Linked DNA regions of Ovis aries: region 1 is linked to region 2. Evidence: chromatin contacts called from public Hi-C data. All regions are on one chromosome and are shown on one strand. The core of a region is the stretch at or near the end of the contact, and the rest is flanking DNA. Distances in the headings are between cores, read along the strand shown. Region 1 overlaps GDAP1 (ganglioside induced differentiation associated protein 1). Region 2 has its middle 20 kb from the start of TRNAE-UUC.

Region 1 (6,363 bases), core at 1,419-3,918, 280 kb after region 2:
TGGATGTCTGGGGAGAAGGGTGACAGCACCTCATCAGAGTTGGAAGAAACGCTGGACAGGCAGGTTAGAACAGAAGCATGTTAGACATCACTGGACACTGATGTGGATCAGGTACTTGTTCCCCAGCTGCTGTGAATCCTGGCAGCTGAAGCCTCACATCTGAGTGCTTCTTCAAGCATTGTTGTTTAGTTGCTGAACTGTGTCTGCTCTTTTGTGAGCCCGTGAGCTATAGCCCACCAGGCTCCTCTATCCCTGGGATTTCCAAGGCAAGAATACTGAAGTGGGTTGCCAGGAGATCTTCCCGACCCAGGGTTCAAACCCACATCTCCTGCACTGGCAGGCATATTTACTACCACTGAGCCACCAGGGAAGCCCTCTCCATGCACTGCCCTTAGCCAAAGAAGGCCCCTTGGCCCAAGGTCAGGTGAACTCACTGAGCAGCACATATCCAATGACTAGTCCACTGTGGGGGATGTAAAGTTCTAGACCCCATGTCTCAATTGGAACAACTATTAGATTCCCTCTCAGCTCAGAAATGCCAGCAAAATCAGTTTCTTTGCAAGTCCCTGGAAATCCTCACTTCTCTCTCTGCTCAACCCAGCTTCCCACACTCTCTTACAAGTGTTCTTCTGGAGAACATTTGCCAATAAACCTTCTCTAGGCGAATCTCAAAGTCTGTTTCCTGGAGAACCTTAACTACAACAGGTCTCCTAGGTCTCTCTAGCTCTGCTGCTTGGGGGTTGAAATATGGAGGAAGCCACAGATGAGTTCCCCTGACTCAATGCTGGTGAGAATTATGAGCAAGTGGACTGTTCGTGGGTTTCCTGGGTATGGTGAGAGGTAAGGTTTTAGGTGGATGTCACAAAGGCAGGGACAGGATGGAAGATATGGTTGAATTTCAGAGGATCAGTTGGAGGCAAGACAGAGTCAGCATTGTGGGGGAGGGCTGGGGTGGCTACACACTGCCCATGCCTGTCCATGCTGGAAGGACTGGCCAGTAATGAACCCTTCAGCACATGCAGCAAGGCCAGAGGTCAAGTCTCAAACATCCAGCTGCACAAGACATCTTGTGAGAGACCAGTGAGGACCAGGGGATTGTTTTCAAACCAAATGCCCTTCTCTTGAGGTCAGGTGAACTGTACCCCAGCAGAAAATTAGAGCCGTTCCCCACTCTCCCTACCACCACCAGAGGGAGGGGGAAGAATGACTGAATATTTCTCCAGAGAGATCTGTATTCTATGAGAGGGACTGAGTTACACCAAGAGGGACAAATTTAAGAGTATTTTCCACTATCAGTGGTAATGAGTCTTCAGAGCTTCTAAGTGGTGTTAGAGAAATAAAACAGTTCCATTTTCACATATCTGAGGTGTGATGGTCCAGAAATATGCAACTAGAAAGAGGGAAGAGAGACCAAAATCATATTAGGGCAAAAAAGCCATAATTGTGATATGTGTATGTATATAAGTGAAAGTGTTAGTTGCTCAGTTGTCTGACTCTTTGCGATCCCATAGACTGGTAGCCCGCCAGGCTCCTCTGTCTACGGAATTCTCCATATATATACATGTGTGTCTGTGTGGATGTGTGTCTTAGTTGCTTAGATCTGTGTCTGACTCTTTGTGACCCCATGGACTGTAGCCAGCCAACCTCCTCTGTCCATGGAGTTTTCCAAAAAAGAATACTGTAGTGGCTGGCCATTTCCTTCTCCAGCGGATCTTCCTGACCCAGTGATGGAACCCAGGTCTCCTGCACTGCAGGCAGATTCTTTACCATTTGAGCTACAAGGAATGTACGTGTCACTTTCTTAAGAAGAAGAACCAGGCCTTGTAAGGGCTTTTACTGAACTGCTCCTATAATTTATGGACATTTCAGGTGAAAATTAGCTGAGCTGCCAGCTGATAGTACACTTTAGATACTGCCCTGGATGTTGGAAAGGCATTTCGCAGGGAGACAGCCAGAAACCTCCCAGTCTGGAGCACAACTGCATACTGTGATTTTGAGAGTGAACAGACAGTTTGAAGACCAGCTACAGTTGAGCCAAAGGAAACGTGCTAGAGAGAGGTTAAATTTCCCTGCTGGTAAAAGACAGCACAGCTCCTCTCCTCAGGCTTTTAGTTTTTCTAACTGTGTTTACATATGTATTTTTCTCCTATTTAATTCTCACCACAGCTCTAGGAGGCGATTAATGCTATCATCCTAATTTTACAGAGGAAGTGGAGGCTTAATGAGGTCCCACAGCAGCCAGCCAGGGCTCAAACCCAGGAAGCTGGCTCCAGGGCCCACGCACCTACCTCTGCAACCCACTGCCTCCCCTAGAATGTTGTGCCACCTTGTATGTGACAGAGTGGAATTGCATCAGGGCACATGAATCCGAAGAGTCATTTTAGCAAAGCCAGAGATAGAACTGTTGCCAAGGGCAGACGATGGATCAGCCAGGTGAGCCCAAACACAGAGTGATCACGAGTTACAATGGAAGATTTGACCCATTGGTAATGAATAGGGGTCAGTGGTAAAGACAGACTCCCTCTCATTTGGTGCAGCATGTAACACATGCGGTAATTAGTTATTTATGTACCTAAGTTCTTCATTTAGAAAGTCTGTATATGGTTACTTTCTAGGAGCCCTGTCACCTGTGCCCTGCACCATTGTATCCTTAATAGGAGTTTCTGTGGCTTGTCAATTAGTCCCTTTCACGTCACAAAAGAGGAGTGGCTTAGTAAGGAAGAGTCTGAGGCAAGCAGAAAGCTTCAAGTGTTCTGGTAACATGTGGACACTCCCAAGACTCAACAGTGGAAAATTCAACATTTGCCAAATCTCCAAGCCATGTTTATCAGCCAGATCATCTCTCCACCACCTTTATTCATGTTTTCTTTCCTTAGCAAAGTTACCATCAGTAGCAGCTTATGGTAACAATGGGATGCTAATAGTACACGTGTATAATACAGAACCGCAGAATTTATAACTCTTCATGCCGAAAAGCAAATAGGTTCAGGAATACTTTAGAACTTCTCGTTTTAACTTTCCTCCTGATAGAATCTATTTGTATCCCTGGTTTTAGCCTCGCAGACTTGGAGGGAGTGGTGAAAGATGAACGGGCTCAGCCACAAGGGGAGAAGAACGTCACCCAGCCCCTAGAATAGCAACAGCAATAAATATGGTCATGTCGCTCTTCTGCTGAGGCCAAAACGACAGACGGGATCACATTTGCGGCACCCAGCGCCTGCTGGCTCTGTGGAGCTGGCTCAGGGCTTTGGAGGAAACATGCACAGAAGTTGATGCTGACCAAGCGGCTTGATTTTGGAGCTGTGACTTAGCATACAAAGAAGAGGAGTGGGTGGCGGGGTGTACAGAGCCCACCGCAGAGCTAGGGGGACTCAGCACCCTTCTGGTCGCAGGGAGGTTCGTTCTAAATCGGCTTTCCGGACAGCTGGCTCAGGGCTCTGGAGAGCTGAGCCCAGAACTTCCCCGCATGTCTGCCTGAGAACTCGCTGTTATCTGCAGCTGCCGTGGCCGTCAAGGCACATGCGTAATGAGGAAGGTGAATAAGAGGGCTCTCGTTGGTCATCGGTTATTTAAAGCGCACCCATCGGATTTCAGCCGCTTCATTGTACAGAATCAGCACCTTTGCCCGGCAGGTCTCGGGGGAAGCAGCATATCCTTGCCTTCAAACCTCCCTGGTCTCCCTTGGCAGATCGAACACTGGTTTTTCACCATTTTTGCAGTTCCAAGTGCTACATCTTCCCATGTCCCTTTTCATGTATTCTTCAGTTTCATATACTATATGGCCACGTCTCTGGGTGGCTGTGGTTTTGCCATCTTTACATTCTTTGGCCATGTGGATTTGGTCAAATTGGGCTTTTCCATTTTTTGTAACTTGCATACAGCAATAGTTTTTTTCAGGCTGAAAACAGTTTAAGCTAATATATGGTCCTGACTTTTTTCCATGTGTTTTAAAAACTAAACCATCACCTGAATTTGATGAGTTTTGCTTTTTCTGTTAAACTTTCTTGCTCTAAAAGGATTTCATTTCTTATATGAAGCCCAGCTCCTTCTGTCTGGATCTTTCATTTGGTCTCTCCAACCAGTCCCGAATGTCATGCAATAAGTCATTGGAAACAGGTTCGCAACGGTCATGTGTCACCTGTCTCCCTCATGTAGCTTTTTTTTTTAATGTTTAATTTATTTATTTGGCTGTTCCAGGTCTTAGTTGTGGCATGCAGGATCTTCAGCTGCGGCCTGCGAACTCTTAGTTGCAGCATGTGGGGTCTAGTTCCATGCATGCTCAGGCACTCAGTTATGTCTCACTCTTTTTAAGTCCATGGACTGTAGCCCGCCAGGCTCCTCTGTCCATGGGATTTTTCCAAGCCAAAATACTGGAGTGGCTTGCCATTTCCTCCTCCAGGGGATCTTCCCAACCCAGGGACTGAACCTGAGTCTCATGCATTTCCTGCATGGGCAGGCGGATTCTTTACCACTGAGCCATCAAACCTGGGCCCCCAGCATTGGGAGCATAGAGTCTTAGCCACTGGACCACCAGGGAAGTCCCTCTTCATGTCACTTCATAAACACAGGTTCAGTTCCATGCTTTCATCTGTTTCAGTTACTGTACATGCTTAGGAGTTAAATGAATCTTTCTCCGTGGATCACAATATTGCTTTTATTCAGAAAATGCAGTATGTAAAAAGTGAAAGGAAATGTTGCTTTAGACTTTGGTATCGGAATGTAAACTTCAGCGCTATTTTATTGTCACTATTATCTCATGCTTCTTTAGGATCTTACTAAGACTAAAGAGATAAATGAAGTAGCTTTTATAGCCCTAGCTGTCATGTTTGTTCTCTCAACGTCCCTGGTGACGTTGGGTGGTTAAGAAAAAAGAACCACGCTAGTGTGTTGAAGTCGGTGCCAAAGGAACAGAGATGACAATTTGGTGCCTGGGATCTGCTGCTGCCCAGAACCTTATCTGGTCCTATTTATACATTCACAAAGCAAAATCTGACTTAGAGCAATCCTTGTAACATTAGCTTTTCTTTCTTTAAAGCTCATGTCTCTGAGCTTTAATGCCATTTTTCTCATGTGGCCAGGGACAATGCGGGCATAAATTAGCTTCTCTGCTTATTATTTAGTGACTAAAAGAACACAAAAGCAAGGACACTGGAAAAAGAAATTCCAATGTATTATTAAATATTCTAATTTGAATTACCAGGATAAATGCCAAATAATCATAAATGCCTGGAAAGAGTCCTATAAATGTACAAAGAAAGTGACAGAAGGAGGTGTCCTGGAAGACAACTTGAATCATTTATTGAGAAGCAGGAAGAAAAGTATCTTCCGCAGTGTGTGTGCTTAGTCGCTTAGTCGTGTCTGACTCTTTGTGACCCGATGACTGTTGCAGGCCAGTCTCCTTTGTCCATGGGATTCTCCAGGCAAGAATACTGGTGTGGGTTGCCATGCCCTCCTCCAGGGGATCTTCCCAACCCAGGGATTGAACCCAGATCTCCTGCATTGCAGGCAGATTCTTTACCATCTGATCCACCAGGGATGCCTGTCTTCCACTGAGAGGAAAGCAATTGGTTAGGATGAAAGGATGATCAGTACCTAAGCACACTGTCAATTAGTAAGAAAACATTAACTTCAGGAAACATAACTAATCAAAATGCAATTTCAGACATAAGCAGTAAGTATCCTCTATGGAATATGCTTGTTTTTTCACATCTAAATATCCTTGAGGCTTTCATCACTGCAAACATTTATGAATAGATCTCTCTATTATTGTAACATTAATGAAAGAAATGTTGGTGATACTATTCAAATACCAGTAGAGCAAGCTGCTAAGTGACTCCTTTTTTTTTTCTCTTTGATTTCTTTGCCCTCATAAATGATATTCACTAATACTAACATAATCACCAAAGTACTTTTTTAGTGATGTACTCCAATGAGCACAATGTGAAGTCCAGAAATGAACATGGTGGGGTGGGGAGGCTAAGTTGCAGTTTGGGTGCTTACTTATTTGTATGAGTTTGAAAATTTTCCTGACTTCTCTGTGCCTCAATATCCTCATTTAAAACACAGGGAGGATATCTCCCCTGCTCTAGGGGAGTTTGCAAGTGTTACAATAGAGTCCACATACAAAGTCTTCGACATAGGTCCTGATGCTGCTGCTGTTGCTAAGTCGCGTCAGTCGTGTCCGACTCTGTGCGACCCCTTAGACAGCAGCCCACCAGGCTCCCTTGTCCCTGGGATTCTCCAGGCAAGAACACTGGAGTGGGTTGCCATTTCCTTCTCCAATGCAGGAAAGTGAAAAGTGAAAGGGAAGTCACTCAGTCGTAGGTCCTAGTGCACAATAAACACGTCAAAAAATACTAGCAA
Region 2 (6,404 bases), core at 3,253-5,752:
CCCTTCTCCAGGGGATCTTCCTGACCCAGGGATCAAATCCAGGTCTCCTGCACTGCAGGCAGATTCTTTACCATCTGAGCCACTGGGAAACCCATATACCTACATCTGATAAAGTTTAATTTATGAATTAGGCATATTCCAGAGATTAGTAACAGTAATGGATAATAAAATGGAGTGGTTATAACAATATACTGTAATAAAACTTGTGATATGATCTCTCTCTTTCTCTATGTCTCAAAATGTCTTGTTGTACTATATTCACCCTTCTTGTGATGATGTGAGATGAATAAATGTCTATATATAAGTAAGATGAAATAAGGTGAATGATGTATTGTGATCTATGTGCGTGCTAAGTCGCTTCAGTTGTGTCTGACTCTCTGTGACCCCATGGACTGTATCCCACCAGACTCCTCTGTGCATGGGATTCTCCAGGCAAGAATACTGGAGTGGGTTGCCATGCCTTTCTCCAGGGGATCTTCCTGGTCCAGGAATGGAACCTGGGTCTCCTGCATTGAAGACAGATTGTTTACCCTCTGAGCCACTAGGGCTTCTGACTTAGCCAACTGCAAACATCTGCCCCAGGGGCCATTCTCTCCAGCTGGATCATGTTCTTCCACACAAGCTGCCATAACATGTGAAAATTCATGTCGTTTCATTGCATCCACTCGCTCTAGGGCCACCATCTCCCTCCTGTCTCTGTCGCTGCCTTTAACTGCAGCATCAACGACTCCTGGCCTTAGCATTAGTTGCTTGACCTCGATCACCTACCTGTTCACCCCTGGCTCCTCCCTCACCCACTGCTCTCAGGTGACCCACAGGAGAGCCAGTGCTGGGCAGACATCTTCACTCAAGGTTGCCCTCTTCCTCCTCCTGCACGCCTGCGTGTGAGTCTTGGAAGTCTGTCTCATCTGTCACTGTCATTGGAATCACTGGATGCATCCTGTGCTCCTGTGTCTCTTTAACCTCTGTCACGCAAAGGTCCCCGAGTTCTGTTCATCTTCTTTTGGAAATAACTCTCACCTCACCTTCTCGTTTCCCTTTACATAAAACTGGTTCCCCTTCAGGGCTTCCCTGGTGGCTCAGCAGTAAAGAATCTGCCTGCCAGTGCAGGAGACACAGGAGACTTGGGTTCGATTCCTGGGTTTTGAACGTTCCCTGGGGTAGGAAATGTCAACCCACTCCAGTATTCTTGCCTGGGAAATCCCGAGGACAGAGGAGCCTGGTGGGCTAAAGTTCTTAGTGTCAGAGTTGGACTTGACTGAGCATGAACACAAGCATGAGTTCCCCTTCAATTCCTGATTTCCTCACTCCACTTCAGTCCATCCTCCAAACTGCCACAGTTATCTTTATGTAACTTGATTGTTCGCCCTTGACTAAAAGGCATCCATGGTTCCTTATTGTTTGAGTATAACACAGAAGCGTGGCATTTGAATTGCATCCTGCCCAACCCGTCACTTTAATCACATTTGCTCAGTGTTCTTGCCCTCATGATTCAAGGTCTCCCGTTTCCCAGAGAGATCTCAGGGCTTTGCTGTATTGGGAACGCGTGTCCTGCCTTTCTCCCTCAGTGACCTCCTTCTTGTCCTATGGACCCAGGTCAACAATAACCTCTCCAGGGCAGCTTTTCTCAAACCGTCTCATGCAGCTGCCTTTCCCCCACTTACACTGTTGGTATCACATTTGCAACATTGTTTTTCGCCTTCACATCCATCTCCTCTAAGAGAGAACCAGCCTGTGATGTAGCTTCACATCTTTAATAGCTGTTGCAGGGCTTGGCATCATAGCAGGTGCTCTGAAGATGTTTGTTAAACAAGTATTTTTTATCTCCTGTGGGATAGCAATGGAGGAGGTTTTCTGAATGTTGTGCATTTGGTACATGTGTGGTCAGTATGAATCCTAAAAGTTCAGTTAAGAAAACTTCAGAGAATAAGGGTTTACTGCAGTGGAGAGCTCTTTAGCTTCCAGGATTGGAGGTGGTGTGTGTGTGTGTGTGTGTGTGTGTGTGTGTGTGTGTGGTTGGTGTTTTTAGAACAAGGCAATGGTTCAGCCCCGTGGGAGCAGATTGCATGAGACAGACACCCAGAATGGGGGAGATAATGCCAGCCAATCTGTCAGGTTTCATCATCTGCTGGTCTTGGGCTGGGAAGATTCCTAATATACGCCTCTCAAACCTAACATCTTGGGAGGGACCGCCTTCAATTTTCATCTTCTGCAGGTTGCTTATACAACTCACCTAAAAGTAATATTTTAAGAAAGCTTATTATTTATTTCAAGTCGAGTAAGTAAATCTTGGTGTATTGGATTTAGTAAGCATGGATTCTGATCATATCTGCCCTGGTAAGGAAATGTACCCGGCATGGAGAAGAGGCAGATCTCTTTTATAGATTACTTCTTAGCCAAGAAAAAACATTTTTTTCTTTTAATTTCACACAACTAAAATTGCAATTATATAATTGTGAAAAAGCAGTTTTGGGGGTAGTCCATTTAAGACTCAGTGATAGAGGGAGCTGTGGATCCTGTCCCCCCAACCAAATTGGTGATTTTATTTTATTTTATCTGGGAAACCTACTTGCTCGTGGGTGTGTGCATTGGCAGATAAAGTGTGTGGGTTGGTGAGTTGTTTGTATATACTTACATGACTGTAGGTGAGTGAGAGTATGTGTGTGTATAGATCAGAAATTACAACCTCTTAAATTTAGAAAAATTGTGAAATGGCATAACTCATGAATACACATCCATCATACGTAAACATATATACTGCCTTTCTGTACTGTTAGTGTACAGATAGGTCTCCTTTAACAAATATATAATATTTGAAACACATTATGTTTTAAGTGAGTTAGATGTCTTTCCTGAACAGTGTTTATGTTATTAATTTTCTTTGTAGTGCTCCCTTTTCAAACATGTTACAAAAGTAGTCTTCAATCAAGGTTTAATTACTGTTATTTTCAAAGCAGTTGGATCTGAAATAATGAGGCTTTACTGATATTTTCCTATTCTTTAGCCATAGAAGTTAATGATAGTTCTTTCCATCAAGTTGAAACGAAGTAGAAGATAAGCAGTATAAATAATTATGTCTTAGGTACTTTTCTAGAAAATATTTCATCTTCTGGTCCAACTGGAAAAATAAGCAATTGGTAATTCCTAATGAGTTGGTACTATTCAGGACTTTTTTGAGGTGACCTTCCATTTTTGAGATAAAGAAATTCTGATGGGATTAAGTAGATATCTCTTCTGCATTCTATATATGGCTTTGTGTGAGAAAGAACAAGATGGTTCTAAGTGGGTAACTTGGCAGAAATATTGGCAATAGATGATTTTATGGGAGACAGTGTGTGGGATAAGAGTGAGCTTAGCCTTAAACGTAGAAATCTGGCCTCTTTGTACCTAACACCAAGAAAGAACAGTGTGAGTTTCCCCATATTGTTGTTCCAAAGGTGTGGCAACAATATCAAAAGCAAAAATCCATTGTTGGAACAATGTACCTCAGGTTGAAGCCTTCAAGCATGGCTTTCAGGTAATGAATTAAGTCCTGATTTCGGATGAAGGAAGGCTTAATAGCTGGTAGGTGACCTTTTATTATTTTTCTTTCACTTAAAAGATTAAGCTGTATTTAGGATAGAGTTGGAGAGAGAACAAAGAGTCAGTAAGTTAGCAGCATAGTCTATTGAGTCATGAGAAAATAGAGGCTGTGCACACACAGAACAGCTCTGCTTGGCTTACACACAAGTCTGTGCCTTAAATGCCAAAGGTGCCATCACTTCTTCCCTCTCTCCTTTTCTCATTTTATCATTGATATTTTCCTATCCTTTCAGTAGGTAAAACTTCCTTGCCTTTCTCCCCCTGAAACTGCTGCGAACATTACCTATGGCCTCCACTTTGCTAAATCTAAAGCTCAACTCTCTGCTTTGGTCTAACTTGGCCTTTCAGCAGAGTTGACACACTTGATGACTCTCTTCTAGCAAACACTTTCTTCTCTTGACTCCCAGGCCCTCACAACTCCTTGGTTGCCCTCTGACTTCACTCATGGGTCACTCTTTCCCAGACGCTTGCTGCTTCATTTTCTCTTCGTGGATGTGCTGAGGACTCAGACCCTACAGCGCCTGCTCTTCTCAACTTGATTCCCTTTCCTGGAAACCTCATCTGGTCTCATGTGCTCACAGCTCCCACGTGGACATCTCTGGCCCACGTCCCTGAATTCCAGACCCATGCAGTCACTCATCTCTTGTGTGTGTCTACACTTCAATCATCACCTGTCTAAATGCAGACTCTGGATCTGGCCTTCAAGTCCGCTTCCCTTGGAGTTATTTGTATCAATTAAGGACAACTTCATTCTTCCAAGTGCAGGAAACATCCCTGACTCCTCTCTTTCCCTCACATTTTACCTCTAAGCTTCAAGAAATCATGAGACCCAGGTCTTATTACACTTCTCACCACCTCACTGTTACCCTTCTAGTCTGACCCACCAGTGCCCCTTGCGTGGGTTATTGCAGCTGCCTTGTAACTGGTCTCCAGGCTTCTGCCCACTTCTCAGTTGGCTCAGAGAGTGACTGGCGTGAGGTCGTTCAGTACATCGGTCAGATCACGTCACTTCTTGGCTCCAAACCCTCAGCGACTCCCAGTTTCCCTTAAAGGCCAAAGTCCTTCTCTAGACCTGAGGGGCTCTGTAAGATCTGACCTTTCTGCCTATACCTCCCTGGCTTCCTCTCCTATTAAATCCTTCACTGCATGTACAGTGGCCTCTGCTTTTCCTTACACATTCCAGATGTGATCTGTTTCCATTTTAGGGCCTTTGCGCCTGGTGTTCCATCTGCCTTCAATGTCTTTGCCCCAGACATGTGTGTAATTAACTCCTTCATTGCAAGCCCTTTCTCCAGTGTCACCTTCTTCCTCATGACCCTAATGACTAGTGCAGTCTGTTCCACCCCAGCACTCCTTATCCCCCTCTTATTTTTCTATAATACTTATCATCTATTAACATACTATATGGTATGGTTATTTACTATGCTTGTTTTTAAGAATAATTCTTTATTTTTGGCTGTGCTGGGTCTCCACTGCTGGGCAGGCTACTCTCTAGATGCAGTATGTGGGCCTCTCATTGTAGGGCACTCGGGCTTCAGTAGTTGATGTGTGTGGGCTCTGTAGTTGAGGCTCCTGGGCTCTGGAGTTGTGGCGCACAGGCTTAATTGCTCCGAAGCATGTGGGATCTTCCTGGATGAGGGGTCCAACCTGTGTCTCCTGCATTGGCAGACGGATTCTTTACCACCGAGTCACTAGGGAAGCCCTATTTTTTATTGTCAGCTTCTCCTACTAGAATGCAATCTTCATGAGCACAGGGGCTTTTGGCTGTTTTGTGTCCTAAAGTCTGGTGTGGTTGATGGCACAAGTTCTCAGTAGCTATGTGCTGAATGAATAAGAGAAAATTGTGGATGCTGGGAGCTGTGGGCTGGCTTTCTCCTATGTACTGAGACTTGTTCTGTGTCAAGCCTTTTTCCCCTTAAGACCTCACTTTCTGAAGTGTTTGTTGTGGGAGCTGGGGCTAGAGTGAAGTCTCCCTTGGGATAGTTTCTGGGAGGAGGAGGAAAAAGAGAAGGGAAAGCCTTTCCTGCTATTGCCATAATGCATTGGCTTGTATCAGCTTGAGTGATGGAGCCAGGTAATCAGCGGGCCTGGCCTGGTCTGATATAGTTTGTATCCTGATGTTTTTATTTAACATTATCTCATGAGTACTTGCCCCACTTTTTCTTTTCTGTTTTTTATGAATATATTTTAACAGCTACATATTTAAAATATGGTCCTAATGACTCAGCCTTGAAAGCTGACATGTGTAAGCATGGAGGTGATCTTGGATTGCGTTTAAATATTTATTTTAAAAAATGTCTCTTGGTTTCATTATTTTAAAAATAATTTTTATTTCCTTTTGGCTGTGCTGGGTCTTCACTGTTTCGAGGGCTCTTCTCTCGTGGTGAGTGGCGGCTACTCTCTCGCTGCAGTGCACAGGCTTCTCACTGTGGTGGCTTCTCTTGTTATGGAGCTCAAGCCCGAGGGCTTCAGTAGTTGCAGCTCTTGAACTCTGCTGCTGCTGCTAATTCGCTTCAGTCGTGTCTGACTCTGTGTGACCCCACGGATGGCAGCCCACCAGGCTCTGCCATCCCTGGGATTCTCCAGGCAAGAGTACTCTGCTGCTGCTGCGAAGTTGCTTCAGTCGTGTCTGACTCTGTGTGACCCCATGGATGGAAGCCCACCAGGCTCTGCCGTCCTTCTCCAGGCACAAGAGTACTCTAGAGCTCAGTAATTGTGGAGGAAGGGCTTAATTGCTCCACAGTATGTGGGATCTTCCCAGATCAGGGATAGAACATGTGTCTCCTGCATTGGCAGGCGGATTTTTTTTCTTTGTTTCCTTC

What was found. A called contact is a pair of places that touch in the nucleus more often than the background predicts.
Region 1: a contact with region 2 is called in a Hi-C map of muscle, with 8 times the contacts expected there. The contact joins two enhancer-like sites. A contact is called at or near these places in 5 of 16 Hi-C or Micro-C datasets (hypothalamus, liver, muscle and 2 more).

The regions. Positions count from the first base shown.
Region 1 is chr9:50,609,648-50,616,010 of ARS-UI_Ramb_v3.0, forward strand. The region is part of intron 2 of GDAP1 (ganglioside induced differentiation associated protein 1); the gene reads left to right. Among named protein-coding and RNA genes, the nearest start is that of GDAP1, 22 kb to the left of the region's middle. Within about 2 kb of position 2,669, at least 3 of the 54 cell types and tissues checked have an H3K27ac peak or open chromatin away from gene starts, as enhancers often do. A contact at or near this core is called in muscle, where this site is marked.
Region 2 is chr9:50,325,264-50,331,667 of ARS-UI_Ramb_v3.0, forward strand. No RefSeq gene overlaps it. Among named protein-coding and RNA genes, the nearest start is that of TRNAE-UUC, 20 kb to the left of the region's middle. Within about 2 kb of position 4,503, at least 1 of the 54 cell types and tissues checked has an H3K27ac peak or open chromatin away from gene starts, as enhancers often do. A contact at or near this core is called in muscle, where this site is marked.